4 separate regions of the Mus musculus genome follow, and regions 1, 3 and 4 are each linked to region 2. Evidence: chromatin contacts called from public HiChIP or PLAC-seq data. All regions are on one chromosome and are shown on one strand. Each heading gives the region's core, a stretch centred on a gene start, on an enhancer-like site or on the middle of the called end of the contact. The rest is flanking DNA. Distances are from core to core; before and after follow the strand shown. Region 1 has its middle 350 kb from the start of Gm25833. Region 2 has its middle 29 kb from the start of Gm25833. Region 3 has its middle 290 kb from the start of Gm25833. Region 4 has its middle 330 kb from the start of Gm25833.

Evidence for each region. HiChIP or PLAC-seq counts read pairs in DNA pulled down with a chosen protein or histone mark.
Region 1: a RAD21 HiChIP or PLAC-seq map of pro-B cells shows a contact between it and region 2, with 4 times the contacts expected there. The contact joins two enhancer-like sites. A contact is called at or near these places in 2 of 15 datasets of contacts at CTCF or cohesin (large pre-B cells and pro-B cells) and 1 of 115 datasets of contacts at active chromatin or transcription factors (large pre-B cells).
Region 3: a contact with region 2 is called in a CTCF HiChIP or PLAC-seq map of pro-B cells, with 3 times the contacts expected there. The contact joins two enhancer-like sites. A contact is called at or near these places in 1 of 15 datasets of contacts at CTCF or cohesin (pro-B cells) and 1 of 484 Hi-C or Micro-C datasets (large pre-B cells).
Region 4: a contact with region 2 is called in a RAD21 HiChIP or PLAC-seq map of pro-B cells, with 4 times the contacts expected there. The contact joins two enhancer-like sites. A contact is called at or near these places in 2 of 15 datasets of contacts at CTCF or cohesin (large pre-B cells and pro-B cells) and 1 of 115 datasets of contacts at active chromatin or transcription factors (large pre-B cells).

The regions. Positions count from the first base shown.
Region 1 is chr6:68,882,912-68,888,669 of GRCm38.p6, reverse strand. It overlaps Igk. Among named protein-coding and RNA genes, the nearest start is that of Gm25833, 350 kb to the right of the region's middle. Within about 2 kb of position 4,324, at least 14 of the 459 cell types and tissues checked have an H3K27ac peak or open chromatin away from gene starts, as enhancers often do. A contact at or near this core is called in pro-B cells, where this site is marked.
Region 2 is chr6:68,500,641-68,506,402 of GRCm38.p6, reverse strand. It overlaps Igk. Among named protein-coding and RNA genes, the nearest start is that of Gm25833, 29 kb to the left of the region's middle. Within about 2 kb of position 2,267, at least 1 of the 459 cell types and tissues checked has an H3K27ac peak or open chromatin away from gene starts, as enhancers often do. A contact at or near this core is called in pro-B cells, where this site is marked.
Region 3 is chr6:68,823,305-68,829,366 of GRCm38.p6, reverse strand. It overlaps Igk. Among named protein-coding and RNA genes, the nearest start is that of Gm25833, 290 kb to the right of the region's middle. Within about 2 kb of position 2,071, at least 1 of the 459 cell types and tissues checked has an H3K27ac peak or open chromatin away from gene starts, as enhancers often do. A contact at or near this core is called in pro-B cells, where this site is marked.
Region 4 is chr6:68,199,450-68,204,830 of GRCm38.p6, reverse strand. It overlaps Igk. Among named protein-coding and RNA genes, the nearest start is that of Gm25833, 330 kb to the left of the region's middle. Within about 2 kb of position 3,185, at least 3 of the 459 cell types and tissues checked have an H3K27ac peak or open chromatin away from gene starts, as enhancers often do. A contact at or near this core is called in pro-B cells, where this site is marked.

The DNA of each region.
Region 1 (5,758 bases), core at 3,075-5,574, 380 kb before region 2:
ATAATTTTAAGTCAGTATCCCTCAATGTGTGCATCTATTCACAGATTCTCTGTTATATTTTTTTTCCTAACCTTTGATACCCTATTTAAGAAGTCATTAATGAAGGGAAGAATAGGGGTGATGTTCTTAAAGAATTTCTAGACAGAAACTCTCTCATGGACTTTGTTTAACTTCAAAGTTTATAGGAACATAATGAAAATTTGTTGTAAGATGAAGTATATTTATACCAAACTTACAGAAGAATTTTCAGATTCTGGAGCTGTCACTCTTTAATAATTATACTATAATTCATTTGAAAAGTGTGTTCAAATATTCCCATGTAGCCTGCCACAGCCTTGAAGTAGGCTGGCTTTGACCTTGCTGCCACATTAAAATCATCATCACACCTTAGAAAAAACATTCCTTCGTTTTATCATGCATGTTGTGTTTTCCAACTTACACCTTTGATATTTCACATAGTTCATAATATAGAACCATACTGTGTTCTGTATTATCGGGAGCCATCTAAGAGTGGCTAAAGACTAGCAGGTGGTCTTCCAGAGATGGTTATACCATGAACTGTATACTGAAATAAATGAGCCCTTGCAGGCAAGGCATAAAAAACAACATTTTAAGAACTTAATTGCTGCTTTTGGTAAGCCTTTTCTGTGATTATTAGATTAAATAATAATCTCTTGGCATATGTCCTTGTTGGGCATATTTTCTTAAGTCAGAGATGATGAACTATCTTGTAGTGATTCTATATTGTTATACACACAAATGGTTTCTTAATTCTTACTGATGATTCTATAAGAATTCCTAAAATTATACTAGGAATTATTGAGCCCTTTATAATAGGACAGCAATTGAGGCCACTGTGATATGAATACTGCCCTGAGAACTCTGGTAGTTTTCATGTATCAAGTGTCACTTGCACTAAGCTAGAAAGCAGATTCCCAATTAAGGAATACATTCCTTGGGGGATGTAAAACAATTAAACAAAGGTTATAAAAGGGAACAATTTATTGTAGTTACAAGGAAAGAAGATAAAATATTGACTGGGTTCATCTATATAAAACTTTATTTTTAACTTAGACCTAAGAATTATAGTTGTTAACTTTCAGTGAACCTATGGTGCTAGTGACAAAAAAAGCAATGTCTAGTTAGTTAAATACTCTTAATGAAAAAAACCTATGTAACCTCTGTTTTAAACTTATTCATTTTATGAAGTTAACATGTTTAATCTTTTGGTAAACTTTTAAAGTAGTGTGGGAAAGTGGACTGTGCACAGACAGCCTGGTCTCCAGTCGAACAAAGATCTAGAGCTCTAGGGACCTGATGAGTGGTGATTTCTACCTACATGGGACGGGTTCAATCATATCTCCTGGACCCCTGGCTCCTGTCGAATTTACAGCTCCCACAGCCCCTACAGAAGAGATGTGTGACTATCAGTCACACAGACAATGTCCCAAGCTTCTGGCATTCTAGCTAGACTCCACTCCCACAGTTAACTGACTATAGCCAGGTATGCTCCTCCCCATAGTTACCTGGCAATAGCCACTATAAAAGGCGCCCCTTTTGCTTGGCCCCTCCTTGCTTGGCCCCTCCTTGCTCTCTGTAAGCTCTCACCTTTCTTATTCTCTAGCCCTCCTTCTCTTTCTCCCTCCCCCCTCCACATGCCCATGGCCAGCATCTCTCCCTCTTTCTACCTTCTCTCTTTCTCTCTGCCTTTGTACAATAAAGCTCTAAAACCACAGACTGTCTCTGCTCATCAAGGCCCACATTGCTTGAACGATGGGATTGGCTTTCCCCTAAGGAGCTGGTCTAACCTCCCACCAGGAGGTTTTCCTGTCTTCCAGCCACAGACCGGACCAAGAACTCTCACCCAGTGGGAACCATCCAGTGCCCCCTCTCCCCCTTCCCTTTCCTCCCTTTGGCCCAAGGGATGACCGAGCTCCCCCCTGGGGCCCCCATTTGTTCTCACTTCTTCCTCGGTGTTCAGAGGTGTCTGGGATGTCAAAGACTGAAGACTGAGAAACTGTTCCTAGGACTCCTCCACACCCTGCTGAACTTTTTGAATTGTTTCCCACAGCCAGACACCCACCCAGGGCCACATGCATGGTAGTTCTTCCGAATTCGCCCACCCTGGAACTCTGGCTGGATGCAGGTTTCCTCCTACTCCCTCTTTCCCCCACACCCACTGCCCAACAAAGTAGATATCATGAAATCATGTATTTGGCAAAAATGTATAAAGAACTGAGAAAAATGAGAAGAGTGGTAGAGTGATTTATAAATTAAGAGAGAGAGAGAGAGAGAGAGAGAGAGAGAGAGAGAGAGAGAGAGAGAATTAATCAGATATATGCCAGGAAGTGCTTGCTGACAGGAGGCTGATATAGCTGTCTCCTGAGAGACTCTGCCAACGCCTGACAAATACAGAAGTGGATGCTCGCAGCCAACCATTGGACTGAGTGCAGAGTCCAGGATGGAGGAGTTGGAGAAGGGACTGAAGGAGCTGAAAGGATTTACAGCTCCATGTGATGAGCAACAGTTTCAACTGGCCAGACCCTACAGAGCTGCCGGGGACTGGACCATCAACTAGAGTACACATGGAGGGACCTGCAGCATATGTGGCAGAGGATGGCCTTGTCGGACACCAGAGGGAGAAGCAGCCCAAAGGAAAAGGCTGGGAGGAGGGAAACTCTATAGAAGGACCAGCAGTCCCAATTAATCTGGACCCCAGAGGTTTCTTAAACACTGGACCATCAAACAGGCAGCATACACCAGCTGATATGAGGCTCCCAACACACATACAACAGAGGACTGAGGGGTCTGTGTTCAATCAGAGAAGATGCACCTAATAACCCTCAAGAGACTGGAGGCACCAGGGAGTTTAGAGGTCAGGTGAGGTGCGGGGTGGAAGATGAGGACATCCTAGTGGAGACAGGGTTTGGGGAGTAGGTATGGGAGGTGGAACAGTTGGAGGGTGGACTGGGGTGGGTGGGGAGAATAAAATCAGGAGTGTAGATACATAAATAAAAGGTTGTTGTTGTTTTGTCCCCACCCCACCCCAGAAATGTTCCTCTCCAAAGGAAGAATAGCAACAAAAATAGAACAGAGACTGAAGGAAGGGCCAACTGAGGAATGGATCCACCTGGTGGATATATCATGTCTGCAGATACCAAATCCAACACTCATGCTGGGGTCAAGAGGAACCAAGTATGGCAGACTGGGGAGGTTCAGCCAGCAGCTGACTAATGCAGAGGTGAATGCTTGCAGCCAACCATAGGGCTGAACTCAGAGAACCTGGTTGGGGACCTGACAGAAGGACTGGTGGAACAGAGGGGCATTACATCCCCATTGGAAAAACAACATAGGATGCCCTAACCACTCAGTTCTCTCAACAACTAGACCACCAACCAAGGAGTGTACCTAAAGAGATCTTTGGCTCCAGATACATATGTCACAGAGAATAGCCTTGCCAGACAGCAATGGAAGGGGAGGTCCTTGGTCCTGGGGAGGTTTGATACCCCAGAGTAAGGGGATACTGGAGCGGTTGGGTGGAAGAGCATGGGTGTATGGGGAGCATTCCCATACAGGCAAAATGGAAGGGGGGCTCAGATGTGGGGTGGGGTGGTGGCAGAGGGGTATTCAGTAAGTAGGATATCATGGGGTGGGAGGGGGTGGGGTTGAAGGAGGAGGTAACCGGGAAGAGAGATATCACTTGAGATATAAACAAGTGGAATGATTAATATTAATAAAAGAAAAAAATTAAGACAGGTAAAGCAACTTCTGACTGGGACAATAGCATGTTCTACAGGAAGGAAGCTATTTGAGCTTTTCATTATGTAAGACTTCTCTCATGCCTGTATCATACAATTCAAAGGTCTCAAATAATGGCTGCATTTGTGTTCAATGAGACTGTGATAATAAAAACCGCACCTTGTTTTCTGATTAATTTATTCAAAAAACTATAAAGTCAGTGGATTTCTATTGGTGTCTTCTATTACTCAGATCTTTTGAAACACTTTTCTTATTATTTTGTTCTCATAACTCTAAGGTCTTTTCACTAAGATAATCTAGGCTTTCATTAACCCACTCAATTCCCAGTAGCTGTAGTCAGCTGGTGTTCAGTCTTCTTATCAGACTTCATGTTTTAGTTCATGGCCTGTTATAAACTTGTTGCCATATTTTCTAGAAAAAAGTGCATTTCACCACATCTAACAATAAAACTGTTTAAAAGAATTTAAAAACAGAAAGTGTCTTCTGAATAACCACTATACTTTCATCTCTAACTGAATCTGCTTTTCATAGTGTCCCCTGGGGATTCCACACTAATGTTAGCTACTACTGTTGGCTCCCTAGAGGGTAGACTGGTTTCCTGGTGTGGTGTAAAATTTTCTGAGCAGCTGAACTCCTTCATCTCAGCTCTCTGCTCTTTGTTCCTCTTTATATAGCATGAATATGGAAAATAGGAAAAAAGGACTTCTAGAGGATCCGTCTCACAGAGGATACCTTTAAATATACCAAAGAATGTGATCCCACTATCCAAGGGCAGACAGACTTTTATTCTAGGAAAACATAAATACTGTGTTTTCACACACATGTATTACATATACACATATATAATATTATACATTCATATATAATCATACCTAGTTAAATAGCACAATTATGATGTTACAGACGTGAAAATTTATAAGACTATATTCTAGTATCCAATTAATTGGCTGTTTATACTGGGCTTTGAAAAGCTTCCATCTAAAATTTAATCTCATTTGGATTACACATATTCTTGTTAAAGACGTGTACTACAAATTGCTATTAAATTCTGGTTTGGAATATTTCTCTACTGGTTTCAGTTGTCTGGTATTGAAACTTATCTTCCAATTCCTAGTCAGAGATAGCAAGGCACCATTAATCTAATGTACATGGCAGAGTACAGAAAACCAAAGCTATATTTTACAGAGTGTGGTAGCATGTTACAAAACCGAAAAATCCCGGAAAAGAGAAAAGATAGGGTCAACACAAATATATAACTTCCCATAGATCTGGTGTGGTCTGTGACTTGGGTTGTCTGAGCCTTTTGGCACTTCTCTTGTTTCATTACTAGATGGCAATCTAAGCCAAAGTTTGCATGATTTTGCTGTGGACTAGCAATTATATAGAATAGAACCTTGGTAGGAAGAATGAGAGGCATTTTTGTAAATTTCAGGAGTGTAGCATTTCAACTACTATGTAAATAACCAGAATAAACACATTTACTCATCTACTTAGATTTATTGGGACTGAGAAGATAGATAATTCAATGATCAATAGAGTACATATCCATTCAGAGGACCTAGATTTGGTTCCCAGTATTTACATTTGGTGGCTAAGAACCAACTCTAATAGCATCAGTTCTGAGACATCTCACACCTGTTTCTTTTAAGCTTAATTTAATACAAATTCAATATGCAGGCATACACATAAGTAAATACAAAGACAACCTTAAAAATGTAAGCTTGTTGGTTTTGTTCTTGGATTATTTGTATCATCCCGATTTAGAATATAGGTTTATATTGATCTACGAAGGTAGTTCATTCAATAATTTCCAACACAGTTGGAATAACTATTCCATGGCAGTTCTAATTCAAATTGTTAGAAAATTGATCAGGATGGAAATTATTTCTTCTTCTTCTTCTATGATAGATAAAACAGGACCATATTATTCAACAAAGTTTCTATAACATCCTAATGCATGGAGCATGGAAGTTTAGGCATCATTGCATTTGTCTTTTTA
Region 2 (5,762 bases), core at 1,018-3,517:
TTGTGTCTGGATTACTACACTCAGGATGACATTTTCTAGTTTCATCCATTTGCCTGCAAATTTCATAGTCATTGTTTTTGATAGCCAGACAGTACGCCATTATGTAAATGTACAACATTTTCTGTATTGATTCTTCTGTTTAGGGACATCTAGATTGTTTCTAGCTTCTGGCTATTATAAATAAGACTGCTATGAACATAGTGGAGCATGTGTAATTGTTATATATTAGAGCATCATTTGGGTATATCCCCAGTAGAGGTATTGCTGGGTCTTCAGTGAGCTATTTCCAGTTTTCTGAGGAACCACCATATCAATTCCAAAGTGGTTTGGCCAGCTTGCAATCCCACTGGCAATGGAGAAATGATTCTCTTTCTCCACATCCTCACCAGGATTTGCTGTTGCTTGAGTTTTTGATCTTAGCCATTCTGATTGGTGTGAGGTGGATTCTCAGGGTCGTTTTGATTTTTATTTCCCTGATGACTAAAGCTGTTAACCATATCTTTAGGTGCTTCTAGGGCACTCAAGATTTCTCAATTGAGAATTCTTTGTTTAACTCAATAGCCCATTTTAATAGGGTTATTTGATTTTCTGGAGTCTAGCTTCTAGGATGCTTATTTACTATAGCAAAAATGATAATATTTAAAATCCACAACTTAAACAAATAATAGCCTGTATGGAAAAATCTGCTAACAGAGCCAGCCAGGATGCAGATGATAATAAATAGATTTTGTGTAGTTTGCTGACTTAATCCCTGCTACATAAGAGGAAATGTTAATTGTTTGGACCTCAAAAAATTGAGTCAAATTAGAATATAGCAGGTAGATATAATGATGGATTCCAACCTAAAATACAATGCAGAGATTGTGAATCCAAATAGGGTCTTTCATTTAAATTTAAAAAGAAAAATAAAACTCAAAATCAATAAAATCACATTAACAATATAAACAGTCTAATCTGAACATGGAAAAATATAGGCATGGATAATTCCCTGAATAAGATAAAAAGAAGAAACAGATTTTTTAAAAAAGTTAAACATCATAATTTGGTATAGAAAGTCTTTTTAAATCTATATAGGGACTGGCACAATTTAAAATATAGCATTAGCATCCTGATTGGAAGGATCTAAGAGAAGTTGATAATCAGATGTTTTTAATGGAACTATAGAATGAAAACAATAAAAGTGTATTTATAAATGGTTCTGCCACTAAAAGAAGAATTATTAAATTGAAGTCTTAAAATAAAGTCTTGGGTAACTTTTCAGAGAAATGAAAATTTACTTTCACACTGAAACTAGTAAAAAAAAAAAAAAAAAAGCTTGATAAGAGTTCTTCCAGAAGTAGCTAGAACTAAGTGCTTAAATATTCCTCTTCTAGTAATAGGGAGAACTTGCATTTCAATACCAAGAATTTCTACTTGTATTTCTACTTGTAAGCAAAGAAAAACAAATTCTTCGTGCACACACCTTGGGAACTGCTACAGAGTAAAATAGGCCAATAGTAAATTTTGCATATTGTGTGAGGAATTTTCTATAGTGCTTGCTATGAGTTGGGGAAGTGGTGGTGACACCAGTGAGTTTTGTCATAGCAGTGCAGTTGAATACAGGCTGGGCATGGTGGTGCATGCCTTTAATCTCAGCACTTGGGAGGCAAAGGCAGGCAAATTTCTGAGTTCGAGGCCAGCCTGGTCTACAGAGTGAGTTCCAAGACAGCCATGGCTACACAGAGAAACCCTGTCTTGAAAAAAACAAAAACAAAAAAAAAAGGATTATGGTTCTGAAAACACAGACTAATTACATGGCCAGCATACTTAGAGACAACACATACACCCACAACGTACCCCGAGGCAAATATATGAAAAAATATGAAAATTCTTCCAATTTACTTGTTTATATTATTATAAAAGATATCAACCCACGAGAAGGTTGTGAGCAAGGTGCAGAATTTCCTGCCTATAAAATTTTGACAATGTCCTATACATGTATACATGAGTCGGCCATCACTGCAAAGAAAGGCCCATTGGACTTGCAAACTTTATATGCCCCAGTACAGGGGAACGCCAGGGCCAAAAAGGGGGAGTGGGTGGGTAGGGGAGTGGGGGTGGGTGGGTATGGGGGACTTTTGGTATAGCATTGGAAATGTAAATGAGCTAAATACCTAATAAAAATGGGGAAAAGAAAATAGAAAAATTAAAAGGCCTATGGAAACAGTGACTGACTTGTAATCTCTTTAGTAAGAAAGCAAGAGCTATACCTCCCTCTACTGGAGGAATTTCAGGTAAACTCTAGCACATTTTGAAGAATTGAGGAATGGAATGATTGCAAGGCAACTTGGGCTTATCAGAAGAGTCACACTGAAAATGTGTATACCTAAGACCCAAACACAGGATACCTGAAGAAATATAATCATGACATTATTTAAATGGCACAAAATAGTAAGGCTATTTTAGATTTAGATTGGTTAGATATGGTTTTAACATGAAATATCTTGGTTTCTTCATTTATGGTGATTGACATTTTTGATGGGTAATCTCAGCTGGCTTAGGTGATATATTTGTATCTGTAAGACATCTGCTCTGTATCTTCTGCCTTTTAGAGTCTTTGTTGAGAAGTCTGGTGTTATTCCCATATATCTGCAATCATGTTAATTGGCATTTTCCTGGACAGCTTTTAATACTCTCTCTTTGTTCTGTCATCCAGTGTTTTGATTATTACATGGTGAAAGTACTTTATTTACTAGCACAGTCTATTTGGTGTTCTGTGTGCTTCTTGTACATTTATAGCCATCTTTTTTTTTTTTAAGTTAGGGAAGTTTGCTTCTATGAGATTTTTGAAGATGGTTTCTAGCTTTGAACTGAGAATCTTCACCCTCTTCTAGCTGTTCTGGGTTAGGAACGTTTTATACTTTGGTTTTTTTTTTTTTTTTTTTTTGACTGATGTGTTGATATTTTTTCTATAAATGAGATCCTCTTTTTCATCTCTTTTATTCTGTTCATGATGCTTACATCTGTAGCTCCTGATCTCTTTCCTAGATTTCCCATCTCCATAGTTGCCACCATTTGTGATTTCTTTATTGTTTTGATTTCTATTTTTAGATCTTGGAAATTTTTGTTCAGTTTCTTCACCTGTTTGATGGAATTTTCCTTTAAGGGTTTTATTCTTTTCCTCTTTAAGGGCTTCCTCCCATTTCCCTGTCTTTTTGTGTATTTTTTTAAGGAAGTTACTGTTATCCTCTTTAAAGGCCTGTATCATCTTTGACACTTGGAATTTTATGTCAGAATATTGCTCTTCTGGAGTATTAGGGTACTCAGGGCTTGGTGTGGTAGAAGAACTGGATTCTGATGGTGCTTAAATTACATTAGCTTCCGTTCTTTATGTTATTCAACTTGTCTTTCACTGTCTGTTACATATGTTTCACTGTCTGTTACGTGCCTCGGAGTCTTGGTCTGGAGCAGATCTCCTTGGAGGCAGATTGAGATGTGTGACATGGGTTAGAGCAGGCCTCCTGGGAGGCAGGCAGTGCTGTTCCCTGTTAGGGCTGGCCTCCTATGTCCCAGGTGAGAGCAGGCCTTCAAGGTCCCTAGTTAGACCAGGCCTTCTGTTTCCCTGGTTAGAGCAGTTCTCTTTGGAGATAGGCAGGGCTGCAGGCTTGGGAGAGCCAGCACACTGATCTGCCATAGGTGCAGGTGGACTGAAAGGCAATGGGAGTAATTTCTTTCTCTAAAAGCTAACAATGAGGAGAGAATTGGATAATATAGCCAAAGTTCTAACAAGAAAAAACAGCAAAATTTCCCTTCAAAACAAAAACTTACCAGAAAAGTTCAAAAATGAGAGGAAACAAACCACTCTGAATTTAGAGGAAATTTAATTTGAAAATAAGTTTGAATTAAATTAACTAATATTTATAAAAGTGAAGGAAAAGTAAAATATTATGATTATATAAAAACACCAAACCTTAAACAAATGGGGACATAGGAAAAATTACTCAAAACAAACGGAAAATGCTAACATGAAAATAATAGGATAATTACTGTGTTATGTCCTTGGAATAAAACATGCAGTCAATATTGTTTGAAAAGGCTAGAGAAAAAAGAAACCAGCTTTTTGTCAGGAAAAAAAATACTTCTTGTGAAGTTAAGACATACTCTGAATGTTATGAAGTCATACTTTACACAAACAGAAAACAAAGGGATATAGGACCTGCAATATTTATATAAACAAAATGGAATTTAAGTTAAAAGCATAAAATGTAGTCATTAATGAAATTATTTTTTAAAGGTCACAGTTTAATGAAGGAATGGATCTTAATTTTCTTGTCTTCTTTATTTTACACTGAATGACAAAGGCAGACAAGGCCTGTAGGTTCAGAATGGGTTTTCACTCAGCTTCATCCCCATCATTGCTGGTTGTTGAGAGGGACCTGTTCACTATTCTCCTGAGGCAGATGGAATATCATTGTCATTATAGCTGATGAGGTAATAAATGCATGACACTTAGACTGTAGACAATGAGCTCATACTCCAAAGCGCTCAACTGCAATGAGTCACCAAAGGTTTCTCAGTACCTCTTTCTCACAAAGAACTAAGTTATTTGACACCTGGACCATATTAAGGAAATATGTTGTTCTTAGGTTCTGCATCACACTGGGAGCAACACAAATATGTTGCATCCTGTAATATGCTAACAGATCCTCAGGATGCACTCTGCTGATCTTGAATGTGAAATCTGTACCTGGCCCACTGCCACTGAATGTGTGTGGGACCTCAGAAAATAGGTTGAAACCCTTGTAGTTCTGGAGCTGTAAAGACTAGCATGGCTTCTTCAGGTAACAATGAAAATAGGTGTATCGAACAGTATAGAGGAGTCTCTGATTAGACCTGAAAGAAAGAGCAGCTTGATCTCCAAGGCTGACAGGCAAGGAGAAGGTATTTGAGTCATTAAAGCATCACCACTGGAAGAGGAAATTATGAGAGAGGAATGCACTTATTGATCACACAAACTTCATGATCAATCTTTGCTGTTACTTTCTCCATGGTTATTTCATTTGCGGTGTTTCTTTTTACAAACAATTTTTTTAAAAATATTTTTTTAGGTATTTTCCTCATTGACATTTCCAATGCTATCCCAAAAGTCCCCCATATCCTCCCCCCGACTCCCCTCCCCACCCACTACCACTTTTTGGCCCTGACGTTCCCCTGTACTGAGACATATAAAGTTTGCACAGCTAATGGGCCCCTCTTTCCACTGATGGCCTACTAGGCCATCTTTTGATACATATGCAGCTAGAGACAAGAGCTCCAGGGTACTGGTTAGTTCATATTGTTGTTCCACCTATAGGGTTGCAGATCCTTTTAGCTCCTTGGGTACTTTCTCTAGCTCCCCCATTGGGGGCTCTGTGATCCATCTGATAGCTGACTGTGAGCATCCACTTCTGTGTTTGCTAGGCCCCAGCATAGTCTCCAAAGAGACAGCTATATCAGGGTCCTTTCAGCAAAATCTTGCTAGTGTATGCAGTGGTGTCAGCGTTTGGAGGCTGATTTTGGGATGGATCCCTGGATATGGCAGTCTCTAGATGGTCCATCCTTTTATCTCTGCTCCAAACTTTGTCTCTGTAACTCCTTCGATGGGTGTTTTGTTCTCAATTCTAAGAAGGTGCAAAGTGTCCACACTTTGGTCTTTGTTATTCTTGAGTTTCATGTGTTTCATAATTGTATCTTGTATCTTGGGTATTCTAAATTTCTTGGCTAATATCCACTTAAGAGTGAGT
Region 3 (6,062 bases), core at 822-3,321, 320 kb before region 2:
TAGTGGATCAAGGTGAGGGGGCAGAGCCAGCAGTCACCATGTGTTAAGCTGATCGGCTAAGAAAGAGCAACAAGATTTGCAAGAAGAAGAAATCCAAGCCAAGACTGAAAATCTAGGTACCTGAGCACAGGCAAACTTTTGATCAGGTAAGTATGTTTGGATTTGTGCTTAAGAGCTAAAGAAAAAAAAAAAAAAACAAGCCGGTAAAAATCATAGAGAGAAACAATTGACAATACTAAAATGAAATCTTTGTAGGAAAAAGAGAGAGATTAAAAAGGAAATATTTTCTGTGTTAAAAATGAAAAACTTAGTGACAGAGGGTATATGGGTCTCAAGTAATTTTGTTTTGATTACTACCATAGAAATAATATTTTTCATAATGATTACAATTTTATGCATGCACTTAAAGTGAGAGCAGAATGAAGCAGACTGGGTAAGAAAAGACCTGAAATAACCCATGCTAAATTACAGACAATAGAACAAAATTAGACAATCCAGTTGGACGTGGTGGCGCATGCCTTTAATCCCAGCACTCAGGAGGCAGAGGCAGGTGGATTTCTGAGTTTGAGGCCAGCCTGGTCTACAAAGTGAGCTCCAGGACAGCCAGGGCTATACAGAGAACCCTGTCTCAAAAAAAAAAATTTAGACAATCCTCTGAAATCATAATTTTCAGATGAGTCTAATATACAGTCTTCATTGCCACCTTGTGATAAGACTGCAAAACTGCAGTCTAAATCCATTAAAAAACTAAAATGATTTTTTTCTAGCTATAATAATGGGGAATTAGCCCTAGATTATCAGAGTACACAAGGTTATCAAGAATTTGAATAGAGGTCCTTAGAGGCATCAGACTGAAAGAAATTTAATTAAGCAAAACAACATATGGCTTCCATTCATAACTGGGCTACCCAAAATCATGTAAGTCCAAAAGATTGGAGAGATTTTATATCAGCCATATTAGAACCTGGCCCTCAACTACAATGGCTAACATGATGGAAAGATGAGATTTCATTGTGGAACAATAAAATAGAACTGGAGGCATTGATATTGTCAAGGACCAATTACTAGTGAAATCAATTTTCTGAGTTAAGAGTACAGATAATGCTTGATGATGCCATCTTAGAACACTGTTATATAATAGCTTTAAATACTTGAGACAAGGATGAACAACAGGGAAGGTCCGAATCATTAATAAAGACATTCCAGGGTTCATATGAGTCTTTCACCGAGTTTTAACAAGTATCAACTACAGTTCTAAATGGAACAATATTATATCCAACTTTTAGAGAAAGTTCAATTGTATCTTTAGGTTTTGAAAATGCTAATGCTAAATGCAAAAAGCTATGAGACTTTTAAGAGCCACATTTGTACCTATTTAATAGTTTTATGAATTAAAACTATTGTGGATATTGAATCTAATGCTCACAATTCAGTTATGGGTGGACAATTACAAAAGATATAAAACCTAAAATTGCCTATTGCTACAGCTGTGAAAGATCAGGACAATCCATAAAGGACCAAAGAGAAACAGTTAATACAGATTTTTTTTTCTCTAATGATTCAGGGAGAAAGTTTCCTATGATATGTAGACAATGTGAAAGGAACAGACAGAGGACCTATGAATGTCCTCCACAGATATTTGTGAACATTCTTTAATGTTGGAAAACTAAGAGGCCTTGCTCAAGGCCTGACAAAGAAACAATGTGAGGAATTTGTTTAATGTCAACCACAGAAAAAGTGTTATGGAAAGCAACTTGAAAAATTAAACCCTGGTAGGACAAACAGCTAATCAAAACTTAAGTCATTTAACAGAAATCAAGCAGCTTGTATAGATGAGAGGCTCTGCCAGTGTCTGACAACTACAGAAGTGGATGCTCACAACCATCCACTAGACTGAGTACAGGGTTCCCAATGAAGAGTTAGAAAATGGACACAAAGTGCTGAAGGGGTTTGCAGCCTCATAGGAAGAACAACAATATGAAACAACCAGTACCCCCATAGCTCTCAGGGACAAAACCACTGATCAAAGGATGCAAAAAGAGGAACCCATGTTTCCAGCCTCATACATAGCAGAGGATGGCCTTGTGGGACATCAATGAGAGGAGAGGAAGTTGGTCTTTTGAAGGCTCTATGCTCCAGCATATGGGAATGCCAGAACAGGGAAGCAGGAGTGGGTGGGTTAGTAAGCAAGGGAAGGTGGGTTAGGATGGGGGCATTTGGAGTGGAAATGAAGAAAGGGGATAACATTTGCAATTTAAGTAAAGAATACATCTAATAAAAAAAATCACATAATGAAATTTGCAGGTCCAGAGCCTAAGCCTAATTACCTTGGGATATCTCTGTCCCAATAAAAAATCATTCCTTGCCAAAGGAAAAGAAAGAAAGAAAGAAAGAAAGAAAGAAAGAAAGAAAGAAAGAAAGAAAGAAAGAAAGGAAGGAAGGAAGGAAGGAAGGAAGGAAGGAAGGAAAGAAGGAAGAAAGAAAGAAAGAAAGAAACAAAGAAAGAAAGAAAGAAAGAAAGAAAGAGAGTGGGGGGAGGGAGGGAGGAAGAAAATTGATTACAGATTAGACATAAACAATAAAATATTTAAAACTCATATAGAAAAGTTTTCTGATTTAATTGTCAAAAGGAGAAAAAGACTTACATCAGTTATTAGGAACAGACCCAGCAGAGATTATGCCATATACTAATAATGAAATTAACCCATGAGTAATCAGTTAAGATTAACAAAGACATCACAATGATTTTTTGAGAGAAATTATCAACAAATACCCCCAAAGCAAGAAGCAGAGGAGGAGGAGGACTCTATAGGAAGACCAGAAGTCTCAACTCACCTGGACGTTCGAGATCTCTCACACACTTAACCACCAACCAGGGAGCATACACCAGCTGATATGAGGATCCTAACACATATACATTGAGGACTCTCTGGTCTGGATTCAGTCAGAGAAGATGCACTTTACCCTCAAGAAACTTGATGCCCTAGGAAATGGGGAAGTCTGGTGGGGTGAGGGTTGGGGTGTAAGGATATTCTCTTGGAGACAGGGGGCGGTAGGAGAAGATATAGGATGAGATGAGGAACAGTCAGAGGGTGAACTAGGAGGTAGATAAGGATTGGACTGTAAAAAAGATTAAAGAATTTAAAAAAAAGAGAACTAATTGGATTCTTCTTCATATAATATGAACAACAATAATTTCTAAAGCTCCTACCTTTTATACAGATGCCAATAAATCAGGAATAGCAGGTTATAAACCAGAAATTTCATAGAGGCCCTAAAAGATGCTGTCCCCTTCAGATAGCAGGAAGAAATTTTAAAAGAACAATGCCCCCATTTCCAAGATGTGTGTTGGATGGTTTTTCGTCATTTGGTGGGTGAAGGAAGTTTGTCATCATTTAAGGGTTTGGGGTTGGTCACATTGTTAACGGTCTTGGTAAGAGAGGAAATGAACTAAAGGCACTTAGATTCAGGGATCCCTTTCTCTTTCCTCTAAACTTCTTTGTCTATTGTTAGGGGTAAACTGGGAAAGAGGTGATGAAAAGAGAAAAGGAAGTATATAAGTATGATAGACCAGGGCGGGCGTGGTGGCGCACACCTTTAATCCCAGCACTCGGGAGGCAGAGGCAGGCGGATTTCTGCGTTCGAGGCCAGCCTGGTCTACGAAGTGAGTTCCAGGACAGCCAAAAAAGTCAAGTATTTTATATTGGTATAGATTATTTTATTTTGATACAAATTTAAGGTTATATTTTACTACTATATATACATATACACACACACACACACACACACACACACACACACACACACATATATATATATCAACTCTTGTTTTAAATACATATATATATTATATATATTCTCCTTTCACCTCCCCCTCCCCTCTCGCTCCCGGGTCCCTCCCTCCCTCCCTCCACATTACATGAATATTTCCTTCCCTCTTAGTGGAGTTGAAACCTCCTCACTTGAGCAGTTCTGTTTGCTACACTTCTTACCATCTGTAGGAAGTATAAGTGGTCTAATATCCACATATCAGTAAGTACATACCATGTGTGGTTTTTTGTATCTGGGTTACCTCACTTAAGATAATATTTTCTAGTTCTATTCATTTGCCTGCACAATTCATGATGTCCTCATTTTTAATAGCTGAACAGTATTCCATTGTATAAAAATAGCTAATTTTCTGTATCTATAGTTGGTTGAGGAACATCTGTTTTGTTTCCAGCTTCTGGTTATTACAAATAAGGCTTCTTAGAACCTGGTGAAACACATGTCCTTGTGTTTTAGTGGGGAATCTTTTGGGTATATGGCCAAGAATGGTATACCTGGGTCTTCAGATAGAACTATATCCAATTTTCTGAAGAATTGCCAGATTGATTTCCAAAGTAGTTACAGCAGTTTGCAATCTTATAAGAAATGGAGAAGTGTCCCTCTTTCTCTAGATCCTCACCAGCTTTTGATGTAACGTGGGTTTCATAGCCATTCTGATTGGTGAGGGGTGGAATCTCAGAGTTGTTTTGATTTGTATTTCTCTGATGAGTAATGTCTTTGAACATTTCTTTAAGTGCTTCTCAGCCATTCAAGAGTCTTCTGTTGTGACTTTTCTATTTAGCTCTGTAACCCATGTTTTAATTCGGTTATTTAGGTTTATAGAGATTGAATTCTTGTGTTTTGGATATTAATCTCTGTGAAATGTGGGGTTAGTGAAGATTTTATTTCCCAATATGTAGATTGCTGATTTGTCTTATTGACTATGTCCTTTGCTTTCCAGTTTCATGAGGTCCCATTTATCAATTCTTGATCTTAGAGCATGAGCCATTGGAGTTTTGTTTAGGAAAGTTCCCCTGTGCCGATGAATTCAAGGCTCTTTCCCACTTTCCCTTCTATTTGATCCAGTGTATCTGGTTTTATGCTGAGGTCTTTGATTCATTTGGACTTGAGCTTTGTACAAGGTGACAAATATGGGTCTATTTTCATTCTTCTAGATACAGACCACCAGTTAGACCAGCACCATTTATTGAAGATGGTTTCTTTTTCCCACTGCATATTTTATTCTTCTTTGTCAAAGATCAAACTGTGTGGGTTTACTGCTGAGTCTTCAATTTTATTCCATTGATCGACCTGACTGTCTCTGTACCAATACCATGCCATTTTAATCACTACTGCTTTGTAGTACAGCCTGAGGTCAGGGATGGTGATTTTTTTTAATGTTATTTTATTATTGAGAATTGTTTTGGCTATTCTGTTTGTTTGATTGTTTTTATTTTTCCATGTGAATTTCATAATTTCTCTTTCCATATCTTTTAATAATTGTATTGGAATTTTGATGTAGATTATGTTGAACATATAAATTGCTTTTGGTAAGGTGGCCATTTTCAATATTTTAATCCTACCTATCCTTAAGCATAGGAGCTCTTTCCATATGCTAAGCCCTTCTTAAATTTTTTGTTGTTGTTGTTGAGATTTGAAGTTCTTGTTATACAGATCTTTTACTTGCTTGGTAAGAGTTACACAAAGATATTTTCTAGTATTTGTGGCTATTGTGAAGGGTGATTTTTCACTAATTTCTTTCTTATCATCTTTATCTTTTATATATACAGGAAGACTACTGATTTTTTGGATTGATTTTATATCTTGCCATATTGGTAAAGTTGTTTATCAACTGTAGTAATTCTCTTAAGGAATTTTGGGTGTTACTTTGTATCAGCAGGAGTAGAGAAGGGATGGGCACATCTGTGGGATTTCTCATGCACATCTCAATAATTCTGCAAAGATCTGTGAGTCCTGCAGGGCTCAAAATATCAAGAACAACACAGGTTAGTATTTGGAAAACAAGTTCCTTTCTGTGGCACAAAGAATATCAATGTGGAATCCTCCAAGAAAAAAGAATAGAAGTTTTAGTAATTCCCTTTTCTATACATGACTTTTGGTTCTTTTTCCATTAAGAGTAGTGACTATCTTTCAGATACAATCCCAGAAATCTGATGAAATTTTATTCACTTTTTTTGAGGGGGAGATATGGGTTTATTAAACAGAGAATTGCTTGACTTTAGGACAGATTCAGT
Region 4 (5,381 bases), core at 1,936-4,435, 300 kb after region 2:
TCCATCCATTCATCAATGAATCTATCAGTCTATCCATCATCCATCTGTCTATCCATCTACGTGTATATGTCTGTTTGTCTGCATGTATGTGTGTGGGTATACATGTATATGTAAGATTGCATGAATACTGTGGAGTGCATGAGACAGTTGGATTGGCTCAACAAAAATGGGAATGTGTTACGGTGTAAATGGGAATGTGTACGAAAACAGAAATGGATTAATGAGTGTTTATGTGTCTAGGCATATTTGCTTGTATAAAGCATCTTAATTATTTTCCTTTCCCTTTCTCTGGTTCACAAAGAATTAACCAGTCCTAGCCAAAGAGGCTTTAGACTGCCTTTCCAGAGAATGAATCATTAGTAATAAATTCTTTTTTCTCAATCTCCCTGCTGTTAGCAACAAGTGTCAGTAGGTCTAGAGGCCTGTAAATTCTGCCCTCTGAGTAACTAAAATTCAAGCTAGGAATACATTATTATATAAAACAGCCCTAATTTGTCACAAGACCAAGTCTCTTCCCCCTTTGCTGCTTCAGAGAGGACCCAGGTTGAGCCTAGGCTCACAGCAGGTGGAATACAATCTCTCTGAGCTACACCTGCCACACACCTGAGATAATCTATAGAAGCCCATCTTCTGCCTTATTATCTGTGAAGTAAAATATTTGCAGCACATCTGTTTTATACTGGAATTAGCACAGTGTCTGGGCTCATTCCTCAGGCTATCTATCCCTTTACCTCCTTCATGAAGTTGCAGTCTCATGACATTCTATCATTGTTTTCAAATGTAAAAATATAATACATTAGAAAGAATTGGCTCCATCTATGTCCATGCTAAATTTGCTCTTCTTTACACAACTCTCAAGCCAGTTTCCCAGGACATTTCAATATCTAAGAACAAATAATCCTACATTCCATCTGCTATTTAATTTTTTGACTGCTGTTCAAACATCCAGGATATCTGTATTGTACTATTCATAGAATTGTGTAAAATAGTGAGATTATTCAGAGGAAAACACATTATGAATAAGAAGGCTTGTCCAGTTTTAATGTACTGGGATAGATATCTGGAATGTGTTCTATGTATTGAATATTGAAGGAAAATGATAACTCATACATTAAGTCTATATTTGTTTAGTGTGGAGTCAGTACAAGCCCCCAGATCTTTTCCATAGCAGTCACAAGAACCTTGGAGATATGAAGCTCAAAACGACATTGGTTCACAACCAGTTTCTTCATAGACTAAAATATAGGAGTGATATGGTCTAGTGTCTTAACTTTAAGCTGTGGATATGCACATGAAGGGGTGAAACACGCAGGAACATATTTGTGCATGCATGCACATACACTATATATATATATATATATATATATATATATATATATATATATATATATATACATTATATATATATATATATGTATATATATACACACAAACATATATGTCATTAACAGTATTGCAGTTAGAAAAGATGGACAAAGGAAACTTGTCAATAACCAATGAAATGTCACATCTTGCTGGTCTTTTAATTTCTTATACTAATCCTTTTAGAATAGGCTGGAATTATTGGATGTCAGCTTGATTATGCCAAATATTTTCTCACAGATTTATTGACATTATTTCTTCCCATAGACTTCAGGTTTCCTTATTTGGAAATTCTTTATGATGCTAACCAGCACTGTCCATCAATCCAGATTATTAGGGATGCATGAAGCAGCTGCATAAGCTCTATGATTGACTCTACTCAATGAAAGGAAGAGAGAGCAGGCATGAGAGCGGATATACCTCACCAGGAAAGATCATTGTGAAGGGCCAGACTCCCAGAATTTGCTTTTCTCCATCTGCAACACGGAGAATTTTCAGGACCTCTAGTCTCCACCGACTAAATCTGAGTATGAAATGATGCACGAAGATCACTCTCACAGAAGGGGGCAGTGTTATGATGGATAACAGTGATCAGAAACTATAAATATCTCTTGTCCCTATTGTAACAGGTATTGGCAGTTGAAAGGTGAAATTTGACTAGGAAGACATGCATTACTGCTTCTCCCAATAGAGAGATAAAATAAGTACAGAGTTGAGTCTTTGTCCAAGTGGAGCCCAGACGATATTTAAATTTAAATTGTATTGTGCTCAGCAAGAGCAAGTGAACTAAATCAAAACTATATCTTCCTGTGAATAAAAGGCACCATTAAGGAAAGTTCTATAATCTATCACACATGAATATGTAAAGAACACACATATATGCAACCCAATTTTTCCTACTAAGAAGTTAGAAAATATTAGGCAGGTATGTAACTTAATTGATGCACTTCTTGCCCACTGTGGAAAGAATGGTGAATTAGAGGCTCCCATCACTGAGGGAACTGATTCTGCTGGAGTAGATTTTAATGACGATGTATTAAAAATAGTTGGAAATGTTAGTGAAATAGATAATATAGTACTTCCAACACATACATTCAGTCTTTATTTGAATTGCACCAGATAAACCTGTGTAGAATGGAAATCAGATTAGACATGGATGTCTACATGGATGACAAGTACTACAGTATATGGGATTTTTATTCCCACCATAAAGCTCAGCTGAAGATTACTGGAATGTACATAGGAAAACCTGAGGTCCCAGATTTGCCATACCATTGTCCTGATAGCTGCTCAGCTAAGGGTTAACTAATCCATCTGAGTCTAATTAAATAATTCTGGGCCCAAAAACATCTCAAAAAAAAAAAAAAAGAATGTCAGTGTGTGATGTGGAACTGTAACTCAATTATTTTCAGGAATATTACCACAGATGTCACATGCAGAAACCCCCCTTTCTAAATCAGAAAGAAACATAAATATACATTTTGTAGTACCAATCACAAATCTATCATTGTGCCTCATGCTGATATTTAGGAGGGGCTTGGACTTCTGATCCTCCTGAGCCGAAGTTTTCTGTTATAAATGGGAGTATCCTTGAGAAGCCGGTCTGCTCTCTCTGAAGATATTGAATTTTCTGGGTCGTCAGCTCTCAAAGTCTCTGTCAAATAAATGTGCTCAGGGCAGTTTAATAGTAGTGGGCAAATGCATGAAAACATTGTGGAGGCTTGGTAGATCAAGAGACTGGGTGCCTCTTTCTATTATTCTCATTGTTATAGTAGGTCTCAGGACTAAGCATGGCTACCTTGACTAGATAAATGTGTGATTGTACTACCCCCTGCTGGAGAGATGGGTAATGTTTCACAGATACTATATTGCAATGGGGATACATCAAGTAAAATAATTTAATTCATCATTATTATGAGCCAAAACGTCATTGGACAAATATATTATATCAAACAACCTAAGCTGAAAGGGTCTCAGAAAATTACATTCATATAAAGTGGGACAGGATCATCTAATATAAAGGTATTTAATAAAATACTGTTGAACATCTCTTGAACTTCATTATATGTGCTATATTACAATTTAATGTTGCTTTGAGGTGGAGATTGTTGCCACTACTCAGTGGCAAGGATGCATTTACAATTATAAATTGTAAATTGATTTCTATTGACCATACCAACTTTCAGAAAATAATAAAGAAAAATTCATTTGAACCAATTAAAATCATATCATAGGGAATTGACAACCGAGTATAAATGTTTACAAATAATTGTGTGTCCACAAAACACTAAATCTGAAAGGTTAAAATATTTTCCTATTTCATACTATGAGAAATAGGACTAGCTATGAGTAAAAGTGCAGCGCCAAGAAAAATCTCTATAAATCCTTGCAATTTCTATGTCTATTGGAAATGTCAGGTTTTTGTTTCTTGCCAAACTTCATTAAAAGGCAAAAATCAATGAACACTGGGAAAATATATCATTCAAATAAAAATTTAAGATTTAAGTCAATTAGCATAAAATAAAATGACTTTATGATTATTTATATTGTTATTAAGTCAGATTATGTCATACTAAACATACCCTTGAAGTATAGGACTTTGTCTGCTGTATTACTTTGAGTCATCCAAATATAAAGCTTGTTTTGAAAATAGCATAAAATTGTGTAAATATCCTATGAGATTAAGGACAATGTAAGGTGGAATAAAAAATGGATTTCATGTCCTTTTGGTCTATATGTTTCCAAACTAGAATTGCAGTTTAAACTGTTTCTGAATTATTCCAGCTGAGTGAGGTGAGGGGCCCTGTATGCTTGCACCTGAAACCGCATCTGCACATGACAATTTCAGTCAAAATGTACTGATCTTCCTGTCCCAGTACAATCATGTTTGAGTTTCATATATTACCGGAAACACTAATCTAAACATAGTAGTCAAGCATTAGTGAAATGCTAAAGTTAGCAGTCTTCTTCATAGTGTACTTGATACATACATGAGTGCACAGCTTGTTTTCTCTTCTTTCTTTCTTTCTTTCTTTCTTTCTTTCTTTCTTTCTTTCTTTCTTTCTTTCCTTCTTCTTCTTCTTCTTCTTCTTCTTCTTCTTCTTCTTCTTCTTCTTCTTCTTCCTCTTCTTCTTCTGTTGATTTTGTTTGTTTGTTTTGTTGTTGTAGTTGTTCCTTATACCTTCCCTCTGCCCTGCTGCCCTACCCACCCACTCTTGCTTCTTGGCCCTGACATTCCCCTGTATTGGGGCATGTAAAGTATGCAACACCAAGGGGCCTCTCTTCCCAGTGATGGCCGACTAGGTCATCTTCTGCTACATATGCAGCTAGAGATACAAGCTCTGGAGGTAATGGTTAGTTCATATTGTTGTTCCACCTATAGGGTTGCAGACCCCTTCATCTCCTTGTGTGCTTTCTCTAGCTTCTCCATTGGGGGCCCTGTGTTCCATCTTATAGATGACTGTGAGCATCCACTTCTGTATTTGCCAGGCACTGGCATAGCCTCATACAAGACAGCTATAACAGGGTCCCTTCAGCAAAATCTTTATGGCATTGTGCAATAGCATCTGAGTTTGGTGGCTGATTATAGGATGGATCTCCGGGTGGGCTAGTCTCTGGATAGTCCATCCTTTCATCTTACCTCCAAACTTTGTCTCTGTAACTCCTAACGTGGGTACTTTATTCCCTGTTTTAAGGAGGAATGATGTATCCACCCTTTGGTCTTCCCTCTTCTTGATTTTCTTGTGTTTTGTAAATTGTATCTTGAGAGTTCTGTTTTTGGACTTATATCGACTTATCAGTGAGTGCATATCTAATGACTTCTTTTGTGATTGGTTTACATCACTAAGGATGATATCCTCCAGGTACCTCCATTTGTCCAAGATATTCATAAATACAGTGTTTTTAATTGCTGAGTAGTACTCCATTGTGCAAATGTACCACAATTTCTGTATCCATTCCTCTGTTGAGGGACATCTGGGCTCTTTCCAGCTTCTGGCTATTATAAATAAGGCTGCTAT